Regions from separate parts of the Mus musculus genome. Here all the other regions are linked to region 1. The links are chromatin contacts, called in public HiChIP or PLAC-seq maps. All regions are on one chromosome and are shown on one strand. The core of a region is the stretch at or near the end of the contact, and the rest is flanking DNA. Distances in the headings are between cores, read along the strand shown.

Region 1 (4,398 bases), core at 1,297-3,796:
GTTCAGCACCTGGCACACTAAATGTCAGAGGAAACAGGGGCAGGTCCTTCACAGATGTTAGACACTAAGTAGCTTCAAGTCTCCCCCAGAATGTGGTGGGGGTGTGGATGAGAGAAGACACCTGGACCAAGAGTGAGATTTTTTTTTCCCAGAGGGGAATATATATCCCAGGCTTGCTTGACAATCACTATGTAGTAGAAGCAGATCTTGAAATTCTGCCTCTACATTCTTTTTTTTTTTTTAAGATTTTATTTATTTATTTCATGTATGTGGGAACATTGCCACTGTCTTCAGACACACCAGAAAAGGGCATCAGATCCCATTACAGAAGGTTGTGAGCTACTGTGTGATTGCTGGGAATTGAACTCAGGACCTCTGGAAGGGCAGCCAGTCAGTGCTCTTAACTTCGGAGCCATCTCTCCAGCCCCTGCCTCTACATTCTGAATACTGGGGTGGCAGACATGCATCACTACACCTGGCTTCAGACTCTTAAAAATTATATTTTAGATTTTTTTATGTGTATGAGTACGAGCACGCAGTGCCCGAGGGGATCAGAAAGGTCATCATGTCTCTTGGAACTGGAGTTACAAATGATTGTGAGTTGCCATGTGGGTGCTGGGAAGCCACCCTGGGGTCTCTGAGTCAACAGCCAGTGCTCTTAACTGCTGAGCCATCTCTCAGTTCCCTGACTTCAGATGTTAAACCCGACCAGGAAGCCGAGGGTCTGAGCAGTCCTGGCTGGCCTCAGCTCCGTAGACTGCAGACTGGGTGACTCAGAGCTGATCTTGGCTCTGTTCTCCGGATGGAATTCTCCACCTACGTCTCCTCCTGGGTGACAACAGCTCCCACAATGCCCACTCACTGTACACAGGAGCTGGGCGGCAGTTTCCACCTTTCATCTGCCCATATCACCAAGAGTATACCAAAGGAGGTACTGCGGTGGCCTTCAGTTCAGGCATGGAGAGATCAGGATAGAAGGATTGGCTGAACTGCCCTCACAACCCCTCTCCCAGTAGGACACGGGTAACCAGGCAAGACCAGATGGGAATCATGGTCTGTGAGTGGGAACGTCTCCCTCCCTAACCAGGAAGCAAACCCGTCCCAGGAAGGGGTATGAGCATCAGCAAGGAATAGCCTTACTCTGATCTCCTGTTCAAGCTTCTCTCTCTCTCCCTCTCTCCCTCTACCCGTCTCTCCCTCTCCCCCCCCCCCCCACTTCAGTGGAAAGAGAGGCCCAAGAGAGGACAAGAGCTGTGTCCAGGGACCCACGCCACTGCCTCCCCAGACTGAGCTCACTCTCAGAAAATGGCTACAAAGAAAACCTCTAGATGCGCAGCTCTCTCCTGGGCACCCGCTCCTAACACGCACACAAATCAGGGACAAAGGATGCAAGTCCTGAACGAACCTTCCTACAGCAGCCAGCCGCGGGAGCCCTCTCCGCCCCTCTTTGTGTGGGGCCAGAAGGGGAGGGAGCTGTCTGAAAGAGCCTCAGATTTAATGAGGGGAAGAAGGAAAAGAAAGGGGGCTGGGGAAGTGGGGGCCTCCCGGCCGGTTATGGCCGGCCGGGTCCCCTCCCCTGTGCTGGTTGCTGCCCCAAAACAGAGCTGGCCTCCCGCCTGGTCCCCAACAGTGGCGACCAGGTGGACACACGCAACCTCCCTCAATTTCTGGATCTTTCCAAATCCAAAGTTTGGCACAGGTAGTCAGTGACAACCGACACCAACCTCGCTCAAGAGCGGGATGGGGGGGGGGGGGCTCCTGCCCACCCTTCTTACCCAACCCCCATCTCCTTTCCAGCTCGAGCTGGAGGGAAAGGGTCCAGCGCTTGCAGGGGGGGTGCCCTAGAGTGAGCGGGCCAGACTGCGCGCCGAAAGAGGATGCAGACGGAGCTGGTTACGACGACGTTCAGACAGACAGACAGTGCCCGAATCCTAGAGAAGTGAACGGGACAAACACAAAAGAACAGACTAAGCCAGGCGACAGGGGCAGACAGAATGACAGACGCTCTGCCAGAAAGACAGTAAGCTCAGCGGGGCCGGGACCCTACCAGTTACACAAAGAGTCCCGCGCCCTGGAGAGAGACGCGCCACGCAACCTGGGGGTGCTCTGAGCTGGGGAGCGCGCAATGGCCGCGGGGCTCCCCGCACCCGCTGCCGGCCTCAGTATCCCGGTTCTCGGAGTGACGGCGCCAAAGGCGCCCGGCCGCGCCCCACCCCTCCCCCGCGGTCACCCGAGCCGCGACACCAGCTGTCCAGCGCACCGCGGCCGAAGCGGAGCAGCTGGGGGATGAGGATAAGAAGGGCATCGGTGGGGCCTCTGAAAGGCAAGTTTGGAGGAAGCAAAAAGAAGAAAGTACTTGGAGGAAGAAGGTAGAGAAAAAGTGAGCGGGGCCGCGGCAGGGACGAGGTGGGCACTCACGCAGCTGAGCAGGGAGCAGGCCCCGAGACAGGCCCCCATGGCGGTGAGGGGCGCGGGGCTCGGGGCACCGGCCTCGGATCCCGGATCCGGTGGGACTCCAGGCGCTTGGCTGGCCCCACCCCAAACCCATCCCCGCCCCAGCCCCGCCCCACCTGCCGAAGCCGCTCGTCACTTTCCGGCGACGCTCGGGGCCTCCTAGGACTCACCTGGGACAGGTACTGGCGCCAGACATTTCCTAAAGAGGTTGAGATGGGGAAAGTCCAGCAACGACAGGGGCACAGCCCAACTCAACTCTGAGCTAGGATTGTCTGCTGAACCAAAGCGAGGATTTGGAAATACATCTGGATTTGAACTTCATAGGAGCCATTGTGTGACCGACCCCAAATACTGTCATTGTTAGAGGAAGTAAGAGGTGGTCTTCCCTGATGCCCTTGGATCTTGGCGGAAAACCTCGGCCCAATCTATGGGTGCTCAATGGTAAATTACTAGGCAAGGGGGTGGGGGGATGGTAATGTAGCTGAGTCGGTAGAGTGTTTCCAGAGAATTCATGAAGTCCTAGGTTTGATCCACATAAAACTGGGCATGGTGGCTCTCGCCTGTAACCCAGCACTCAGGAGGCAGGAATCACAAATTCAAAATTATCTTTGGCTGCATAGCCAGATCTAGGTCAGCCTGGGTTACATGGGATCCTGCCTACGGAAAGAAAGAAGAGAAGGACAGACAGAGGGAGGATAAGGGAGGCTACTTTGCTTCTCTGAGTCTCAGTTTCCCCTATTGAAACTAAAGGTGCTAACCTCATGGGGCTGTTAGAACACACAGCAACTGCTCCATGAATAAAAGCCTGTGTCATTCCCATCCCTGTTAAGGCCCCAGATTCGTACTTGTTTAGACCCTCTCCTCTCCATCCACCTTGTCTTCAAACTCTGGACCTGTCTTGGATCACACACACACACACACACACACACACACACACACACACACGAGAGAGAGAGAGAGAGAGAGAGAGAGAGAGAGAGAGAGAGAGAGAAACACAGATAGATATACAGAGAGAGAGAGACAAATACACACACACACACACACACACACACACACTGCTCAGCACTCCACACACACACATATACACATAAGAGAGACAGACAGACAGACAGAGATACACACAGGCACACACACTCACTGCTCAGCACTGCACACAGAGAGACAGAGACAGAGGCAGATAGACATACACACAGAAAGAGACACATACACACAGAGAGAGACACATACAGAGACACACACACACACACTCTGTTCAGCACTCCTCACTCCCTATCTGTGTACAGCCATGACCTCCTAGCTAAGGAGGTCACTGGGTGAGAGGGCATCCTGGCAGGTCATCCCCAGGATCGGGTGTGAGGCGCAGCAGCAGAGTTCTGTAATTATGGTAGCTCACCCCAGCCTTCTCCCCCACCAACTCTAGACCAGATAATGTTAGGGAAGGAAGTCCATAGGTTTGGCTGGCCGCAGGGGCCAAAGATCCGGCCTAACTGCTTCCCCGAGTGATTCATACAGCACCTGGCTGAGCTGGTAATTGTGCCAGGGCTGTTCCGCAAATACCCTGCACTTTCCCTCCTCCACACGTCAGCCCACCTGGTGCCTTCCTCCTGAAAGTCCTTCTCCTTGTCCACCTGTGGTGCCTTCAAAGCTTTGCCCACATCCCACATCTTCTAGATGAAGAGAACCAGATCCTCCAGCCCAGGACCCAGCCTGACTGGAAATGAACCTCGGCCCACTTCCCTGGCACATCTACAACAGCAGACCTCACATATAATTCAACTTAGTGGAGCGCAAGCAAGAGCCCCACACTCTTTCATGGCACCGTTTGAGTCCGTGTTTGTCCCAAAAAAGACTCATTCCCTGACCCAATTCACACATGAGGAAAACGGAGGTTTGTGTTATTGGTAAACTTAGCACTGACCAAAGGCTGGTTGTGGTCACAGAAAT
Region 2 (4,670 bases), core at 827-3,326, 1.2 Mb before region 1:
TGCCCTGCACTGACAGAGACACACCATGTACTCCCACACCTGAGATTTGTCCCCAGCACAGCAGTGACCACAGGCACTCCTCAGGGCAGCCCTAGGAGGCAGACTCTGTCATCTGAGAGCTATTGGTAGGGTAGAGGTGGAGGGACATATTGGGGGGGGGGCTTCCTTTTTCAGCAAAAACAAGACATGAATAAATGTTTCTTATAAGGTTGCAACAATGTTTCGTGTAAGGTTGCAACAATGTGTAAGATTGCAAGAACCTATATGTAAAGCAAAGAGCAGACCGCCTCCCTGCCCTTCTTCAGGTCCTTACCAACATTACCACTCTGGTGCCCTGCTTCTATTAGGAACAGCTCCCACATCCACAAACATCATCACAGCCACATCTCTTGCAGGATAAAGACCCAAAAATAGAGTTTCTGGGCTACAATTATGAGCCTGTAGCCATTTGCAATAGGGCTAACAGCTGGCTAAGTGACCGCTAAAAGATGCCCATGGACATAACATTTAATGCCCACTAGGGAAGACGCCAGCTAATGGCTTAATGACCTGCCTCCATCTTCCCTTCCATCCATCCTGTCTCCTTATCCTTCGCCATTGCACAATGTCCCCTTCAGAAGTCAGCTGATAAGAAAGCCCACTTACCAACCCGCTGGGAATGACCAGAGCTGCCTGCCTGACCTGCGGTTGTCCTGCCCACAGCACCGGGGCTTCAGCTCCCTCCCCTGCTGCTAGAAGCTGAATGTGCTGATCCAGGTGACACAAGGCACACAGGAGGTGTCACTACAGGTGACACTATAGGCACACAGTCACCAGGCTCTGAGAACCTGTAGACATCAGGACAGCCTCGTCCATGGAGACTATGCTGATGGGCTACAGAACAGATCTGGTACAGAATAGACCAGTTACGCCTGCTGCAAAGACCTCGGTGGTCCAGGGAGGTGCTGTGCTTTGGCCAAGGCAGAATACTTGGCAGAGATGTGGCTGGGAGCGTTCCACCTGTTTATTCACCACTCTGGCTAAATGGTCCTATGTGAGTGTCCAGCTATCTGAACCCAAAGGAGGAGGACAGGACTTGTGTCTGCATCAGGGACACTATCACGAAGCAAGAGTCCATCTAACACTTGATATAACCCAATGCCAACTCGGCAGCCCCCACAATAGACATTCTAGGATCTCTGTGAGTTCAAGACCAGCCTGGTCTATACAGTGAGTTCCAGGACAGTTAGGACTACATAGTACATAGTGAGGCTCTGTCGTGTGTGTGTGTGTGTGTGTGTGTGTGTGTGTGTGTGTGTGTGTGTGTGTGCGCGCGCGCGCCCCTCTGTATGTGTGTGCCTCTGTGTGTGTACCTCTGTGTGTGTGTGAGAGAGAGAGAGAGATGTTTGTGCTGTAGTATGTCAGTGCCATATTCTGCTCCAGTGGAAATCGGAGGACAACTTTCAGGAGTCGGTTCTCTCCTTTCCATGTGGGTCCCAGGGATGGAACTGGGGCTATCAGGCTATCGGGTTATAGGGTTAAGGGACTTTACTGGCTGAGCCATCTCATTGATCCCTACAATTTATTTATTTATCTATCTATTTATTAATTTATTTAATAGCTGCATTTCCTTATATCAGGAAACAAGAATTATTACCCTTGATTTTCCAAGGAGCAAACAGATCACCCCACCACCGCCAAGACCGAAAGGAAAAGCACCTTGCTCAACATGGAAGACCTGACTGAGACCAGGAGGCACCTCCGCCAGAAAAAGGAAGACCCAGCGAGGGAAAGCGATTGTTCTGAAGTCACACAGTAGATTAAAAAAGCAGACCCCTGGTTGCTCCTGCTCACTCCCAGCTTCCATCCTGGCCCATGTGCCCGTGTCTTGTTCACCACCACCACCACCACCATCACCACCATCCGGGGTCGCGCTCACATGCTAACACCACCAGCTCCCAGCACGGCCGATGGAGACCCCTTAGAGCCTCAATGTCCATCGGTGGAATGGGCGTGCGAGGAGGAACGAGGGCGGCCTGGCGCCGGGCGCCTGGCTCAGCAGCAGGGGCGTGGCCGTGACTCAGCCGCACAGTCCCGGGGTCGCCCAGCCGGTCCGACCGGCCTCGGCAACGCGCGCAGGACGCCGGGCTGGGCGACTGAGGGGTGCAGGGAAGGGAGCCGCCAGGAGCCTGCTTGGGCGGGAAGAGGAGCGCAGGCCGCGGAGGAGAAGGATGGAAGCGAGACCCCGCTGAGACCAGCGCGGGGCCACTGGCCGGGATCAACATGTGTCTGCGCATAGGTGAGCTGGGGCAAACGGGAGACCCACTCCTGGGGGGACCCCAACCCGAAGTCAAGCCGCCTGCTTCACCCAACCCTGCTTCACGTACTGGCCTGCTTCAGGTCACTTTCCTCTCAAGCCTAAGTTTCCTTAGAAGCGGGGTGACAAGCGGCTGGGTTTTATTTCCTTTATGCAAGTGCTCTACCACTGAGCTACACACCAGCCTAAACATTTCGAGGCTCAGGGACTAGCCCAGAGCTCAGTACTTAGCTCACTCTAACTTAGAACTTAGAACTCCTTCCGCCACGACCAGCAGCTGGGGGCTCCAGGTTTGTGGCACTGAGGCCCAGCTCTGAGTAAGCCTGGTTTTGGTGGGGCCAGTGGCACCCCCAGCTCCTGGCCCTATTTTCCTTTCTAAGGGGCAAGGCTAGATAGGCTTCGGGATCCGCCGGTAGGGGAAGAGATGCTGAGAGATGAAGAGATGGGGATGTGGATGTAGGGTCCAGGATCCCGGCTCCTTAGCATTACAAAGATGCCATTTCCATACCTTCCTCTCATCCAGCCAAGCTGGAGGGAAAGGCCAGTCAGCCAGCATCTTGACAGAGTAGACTGGTGCGCCCCTCCCCCACGCCCTGGGCAAACTCTGCTGTTTGGGATCTAAGGGGTTCCGTTCCCACTCTCCAGCACACACATCTTTCGAGCCATGCCTATTTCTCCTTGGTAAAATGAAGACCGTTGCACCCACCTCTTGACCAGGATGAAGTTCCGGTCTGCTAATAAACGCTTAGCACTACACCAGCCACTTGCCCAGTGTTCCCAGCATGAGAACGAAGAACCAAAACCAGCCTAGGGCGCTCTGACTAAAGCAAGCAACCCTAGCCTTCTTGTCTGACCAAAGCCTTGGTCCAGAGATGCTGCTGTTTCTTGAGCCCAGCCAAAGCCCAGTAGTGGCTGGCTGATGGGTAGGTGGATGGGGTGGGTGGACAGGGTGGGACCCAGGAGGCCCCTGGAACAAGGCTGCAATTCCTCTTCCTGTTTGGCCAGCTGTTCATCTTCACAAGGCCATTCCAGTTCCTCGTGCCTTTCCAGTCCATGGTCTGTCCTCTGCTGAGATGACAGTCCCAGGGCCTGCAAGCTAAAGGAGAGCTCGGAGAGCAGTTAGGGGAACCTCACCTGGCTCTATGCAGAAAAAATCCGGGGTTACCTCTGAACAGGACAGGCTGGTACCAGGTCCACAGTGAGTCTGTAACAGGCTCCTCCTTGCTCCTCAAAGCTCTTCCTCCCGTCTCTCTCTCTCTCCCTCCCTCTCTCTCTCTCTCTCTCTCTCTCTCTCTCTCTCTCTCTCTGTGTGTTACTGAGTTTAATTAGGGTTGCTTACAATAATTTTTCTTTTTTTCGGTGGCGGGGGGGGGGCTGTTACTGCAACATAGGCGACTTACCAGTGGCTACACCACCAAAATAAACAAATAATTATTTTATTTTATTTTATTTTTTTTAGGCAGAGTCTCACTCTGTAACTAAGTTGGTCCTGACTTTGCAACAATCCTCCTGCTTCAGTCTCCTAAATACAGGATTATGAGTCCTCTTGGCCTCCTTGGCCCCTGCAATTGCCCAGAGAATGTCCACTTAATGATTCTTTAGCCGTTTCTTGTTTTCATTCACGTATAGGGAACAGGGCTAAATTTCTCTGCCGCACGTGGAGGGTCTCAAAGTCAGAGCCTATTGGGAGCAGGACCGGAAGGAAGGGCTCTGCTTAACTGAGGGCCAACCACACTCTTGCAGTTTCTCAGAGCTGGCTAAACTCAGAGCCCAGGGTGGGGGCAGGCATCCAGGTGGCATGGCCAAGAGCCATGTGTGATGTTGGAGCAGAGAGCATTTCAGGGGAGGAGGGCTTCCTGCTATGTGAACGGGATAGGACTTGGCCACTCAGAAAGTGTGGTTGTTGCCAAAGTCCCTCCTGGTCCCAACCCCAGTTAAGCACAGCCTGCACTGGGTCCCCGATTTCCTGTTCACCCATGGACTTTGTCCACACTGAGAAACAAGGGCTCTTTTCCTCTCCAGGAAGAGAAGCAGAGTCTAGACGGCTCTCGATAGCTCCACTTAGCAGCTGCACATTAAGTACTGTGTGTGCCAGGCTCCATCTACCGAACTGACTGCTGAGCAAGGCCTGACTCCTGCCCAGTGCACTGCAGGCTCCTCGGGGCCTGGACAGTATATACTGGGCTCACGGCTCTCCTAGTGCATGGCATGGGACAGGTGTACAGAGCGCTTTTATATATGGAGCAGTTGAGTGGATGACTGGGTGGCTGGGAGACTCAGTGATCACTGCTACTCAGAACACAAGAGTTAACAAGGACAGTTGTGTGGATCTCCTGTGCGTTTTTCCAATTTCACACTAAGCACCAACCGTGAA
Region 3 (4,102 bases), core at 212-2,711, 1.6 Mb after region 1:
AAGCACACTCAAGCACGGGATCTCACCGCAGGCCGAGGGGGAGGCCCATGCACACATTCACACACACACACACACGCACACACGCACACACGCACACACACACAACACACACACGTCCGCACGCGCGTGCCCGACTGGCCGGGAGGCCGCACAAAGTTGCAAAGCAGACGCAGGCAGCGTCCCCGGGGACCGCGGCGTCCCCAACGCCTCTGACGAGCTACGATGGGGACGCTGTCCCGAGGCCTCCAGCCAGGCCCTGCGGGGGCCCCGACGCCGCAGCCCCGCCCGCAACCGGGTGCGCCCCACGGCCCTCCCCATCCCGGGCGCCCCGCGGCCCTGGCGCCTCCTCGGATCAGCCGCCAGCCAGCGCCGCTCGGAACTTGCGAAACAACAAACCGCCCGAAATGTCGGAGTCGGCGGCTACAGCCACGTCTCTCCCCGTTCCTTCCCTCGCCAGCCGCAGGGCCGCCCCAGCCTCCGGGGGACGCCGCCGCGACAACTTGTTCCGGCCGGGTGCGCCACGCACACGCGCGCGCGCGATCACACATACACTCACATATGCACACACACATGCACACACACCCTCGGGTCCCGGCCACACTCGACCACGGCCTAGGAGCACCCCAAGCTCGCAGCGTCCCTAGCCACGAAACCATCGCTCACCGACACACTCACATCCACTCCAGACACGCTCCCCCATACGTATTCCCCGCATCCCTGACATTCACACGGACCCACACAGCATCGTACACCCCAAATACTCCCACAGGGTCACTCGTGGGCACAGAGCTCACACAGGTTCCGACCCGGTTCCCACGACTGCACACACACACACACACACACACACCACACACACTCGGGCCCACACTTGGGCACAATCCACCGAGTCCTCACAGCACAGGCATAAACAAACACGCGGGTTTTCAAACGCACCAGCAACAAACAGTACTCCCGCCTAGGGAATACAAAAAAAAAAGCCAACAAATGCAACACAGGATCAGACGCAACTCTAGCCAAGCCACTGAAACTCAGATACACAACCCACTTGGCAGCGTGGACAAACATGAGCCAGCGCACACCCGGTGCTCCACGCAGGCGACACTCACACCAGCACACTCGCATCCGCGGTACACACTCAACCTCAGTTTGCACACAAACTACAGACACAGCGGCCACAGAAGCTTGGAGCACTCCGACACCAGCGACAAGCCATCCCCGGCCCCCCGGGCACTCGCGGGATAAGCTTGGAGGGACCGCGCGCGCTTACCTGCGGGAGTCTCGGTCTCAGGCGCGCAGAACTGGAAGGTGAGCGCCAGGACCAGAGCCTGAGCCCGGGCCATGGCCGCCGCCTAGGTCCTGGAGACCCGCAGCTGGGGAGGCGACGCCTCCGGAGCCCGACCGGGAGCCCAAGGCGAGCGGGAGCCGTAGTGGAGCAGTGCCGCGCGGAGCGGGACTGGCGCCGAGTCCAGAGCGGGAGCCCGAACGAGCGGGGCGCTGACGTCAGGCCCCCGGGCGCGAGTTCCGCGGTCTCGAGGCGTCCCCTGCTGGTGGTGTCGCGCGCTGCGGCCCGGTTCCCTGGGCCCGCCGGCCTTGGCGTGCCCATCCCCCACTCTCGCACCCCGTCGACAAGATCCATCGGCCGGTGCCGGTGTTCAGGTCGGCACTCTCAACGCATCCGTTGCCCACGGCTGAGACTGTAACCCAGGAACCCTTGGCTCCTCTGTTCCCTCAGTTGCTTAAGTTTTTCCTACCTTGACTACTCTGAACATAAACTCCCAGCTCCCTCCAATGACAGAGCACTCTTCATCTACCTGAAACGTTGTTGGGCCTTTGGAATGTTGCCGTTTACTTTCAGTAATATGAAATTCACTTCTCTCTTACTGACGCTCGTGCCTCTACAGTAGCCTCCGGCTACTCGGAGTAAGTAGATTTGGAACTCTGCCCCGTCCAAGTTTTTGCACAACCACCAGCATAGTTGTCAGTGGCTACTTAAGACCAGGTGCCATGTGTGCCTCTCTCTGGGACTCTGTTCATCTTCACTATTGCCCTAGGGGACACACACCATTCTAATGCCATTACACAGTTGAGAAAGTTGAGATCATAGAGCGTGACTTTTTCAAGATTATGTGTCAGTATGAGGCGACACCAAGATCTGAATCAAGGTTGTCTGGTTCGAAATGTGTAAACAAACGAACAAAAACCGACTCACATCTGGAAACCCATTTGCTTCTCAAATACTGAATAGATATGGGCTTGTTGGTTCAGTGATGACTGTAGACTACCGAGGAGATTAAAAAACAAAGGCTTGATCTCCGGGAGCTAGAGAGACGGCTCAGTGGTTAGGTGCGTGCACGCGGCTCTTGCAAAGGGCTCAGGATGGATCCCCAGCACCCTTGTCCAACCACCTGTAACTGCGCATCAGACCAGCACTTCTGGCCGTGTATATTTATAAAATATAAAATTATATTTTAAATATAATTTAAATATTTTTTAAAATCCCCACCCTCATGAAGCTTACATTCAGGAGGAAGATGCAGGAGAGGGTGGGGGGGGGGGTTGGAACCTACAGTAGGGAAAGTGGATCGCTGCACTTCTAAACAGACTGCCTGCTATGTGATGGACTTGGTATATATCCCCCATGTTTAGAATGTGTGTCCCCCTAGGGAAGCTTTTTCCCCCGGGGCCTGGTATCCCGCATACTCGATGAGTAATGAATGAGCGGGTAACTGATAGATGAGTACTTACAGAGAGGGCCCTTGCTCTCACGAAGACTTCATGCCGCAGATAAATAAATACATATGGAACTTCAGTCTGAGGCATGCGCCCTCAAGGAAATGAAGCTCTTGCAACAAGGAACACTAAAAGATGGGGGGGGGGGGTCGGGTCACGCTTCAGAAAAGACAGTCCAAGACAGACGCCTTTGCCAAGGATGTGACCCCATGCCACGTGATCTTAGACCTGACGTGTGAGGAGCCAGCCTCAAGCACACCAATGGGAAGGAATGCTGCAGCCAGCCAGACCAATGGGAAGGAACGCTGCAGCCAGCCAGACCAATGGGAAGGAACGCTGCAGCCAGCCCGAAGCGCGAGCCTTGGTCTAAGAGGGAGCCCGAATGGAAGGGTGAAGAGGAACGGCAGGTGCAACTGGAAAAGTTGCCAGGGCCTGCAGACCACACAGAAAGCCGAATACGGAAGACATTTTGAGTCAATAAACACTAAGAAAATGATCAGCCGCTGGAGAGTCTTGAGTTTTGGTTTATTACTTTCATTCCCCCCAACAACTAATGGGCAGAGATGTTGAAGGAACTCATTTAAGTACAGGTCTTGGCGTCTGTAAGGCCTCCCTATTTCTTGTCTCTTCCCTCAGTTGGCTCACACTGAGAAGCTACCCTGAGGCTAGAAAAGGAAGAACTGAGCATCCCTGGTCTCCTTGGGTCCTCAAACTGCTGCTCAAGGAAGCAAAGACACAGCTCTCGAGGACCCGAGCATTAAACTGAGAGTCACCATGAGACAGAGGTAGAGGAAGGAAAAGTGATGGGCAAGACAGAAAGACATGCTGAAACAGAGAGAGATCTGGCAACCCGGAGCCGGCTGTGCGTTGGAGGGGGGGAGAACTGAAGTTTTGGGGTTTTGGTTTTTGTTTGGTTTTTGTTGTTGTTGTTTGCTCTTTTTATTAATCTCAAGTTTTGAGGTATGGACACTGAGAATCAGAGAGCATGATGTATTTGCGCAAGGTCACTCAGTCAGTCCATAAAGGTGTCAGGATTTGAACTCAAATCTGATCGGTTCCACGTTCTCTTGCTCCTTGGTCAGAGGACAGCCTCAGAGACTACGGTGAATGTGGTGTGCCAGTGTTAGCAACAGGTAAACAGAGGAAGAGAACATTGTTCCCCTTTGCTTTAAAAAGGGCCACAAACTTCAACAATCCTTGCAAGATAGAGAAAAGCCCTGGCTTGGAGTGGCTGCCCCAAATCTAGGGAGAAGGATAGGGTACCACAGTCAGTGCCAGGTCAGGAAGAAATTCAATTACCTGCAACTCATGGAATATTTATGATGCCTATCCTGTGTTAGGCCCCATATTGAGTGCTGGCATCCCGGAGATG

Evidence for each region. HiChIP or PLAC-seq counts read pairs in DNA pulled down with a chosen protein or histone mark.
Region 2: a contact with region 1 is called in an HNF4G HiChIP or PLAC-seq map of pancreatic cancer cells. The contact joins the promoter of Tmem54 here to the promoter of Serinc2 in region 1. A contact is called at or near these places in 1 of 39 promoter capture datasets (liver) and 1 of 115 datasets of contacts at active chromatin or transcription factors (pancreatic cancer cells).
Region 3: an H3K4me3 HiChIP or PLAC-seq map of embryonic forebrain shows a contact between it and region 1, with 5 times the contacts expected there. The contact joins the promoter of Ptpru here to the promoter of Serinc2 in region 1. A contact is called at or near these places in 4 of 39 promoter capture datasets (embryonic stem cells, hippocampal neurons and liver), 1 of 115 datasets of contacts at active chromatin or transcription factors (embryonic forebrain) and 1 of 9 other capture datasets (embryonic stem cells).

Annotation. Positions count from the first base shown.
Region 1 is chr4:130,273,040-130,277,437 of GRCm38.p6, forward strand. Serinc2 (serine incorporator 2) reads right to left here and starts at 2,547. Exons shown (of 10, transcript NM_172702.3): 1 at 2,419-2,547. The coding sequence starts at 2,457. It overlaps Gm34957 (a long non-coding RNA gene), which reads left to right and starts at 236. Exons shown (of 2, transcript XR_376686.3): 1 at 236-2,895.
Region 2 is chr4:129,103,454-129,108,123 of GRCm38.p6, forward strand. Tmem54 (transmembrane protein 54) reads left to right here and starts at 2,077. Exons shown (of 6, transcript NM_025452.4): 1 at 2,077-2,278. The coding sequence starts at 2,263.
Region 3 is chr4:131,836,817-131,840,918 of GRCm38.p6, forward strand. It overlaps Ptpru (protein tyrosine phosphatase, receptor type, U), which reads right to left and starts at 1,462. Exons shown (of 31, transcript NM_001083119.2): 1 at 1,268-1,462. The coding sequence starts at 1,340.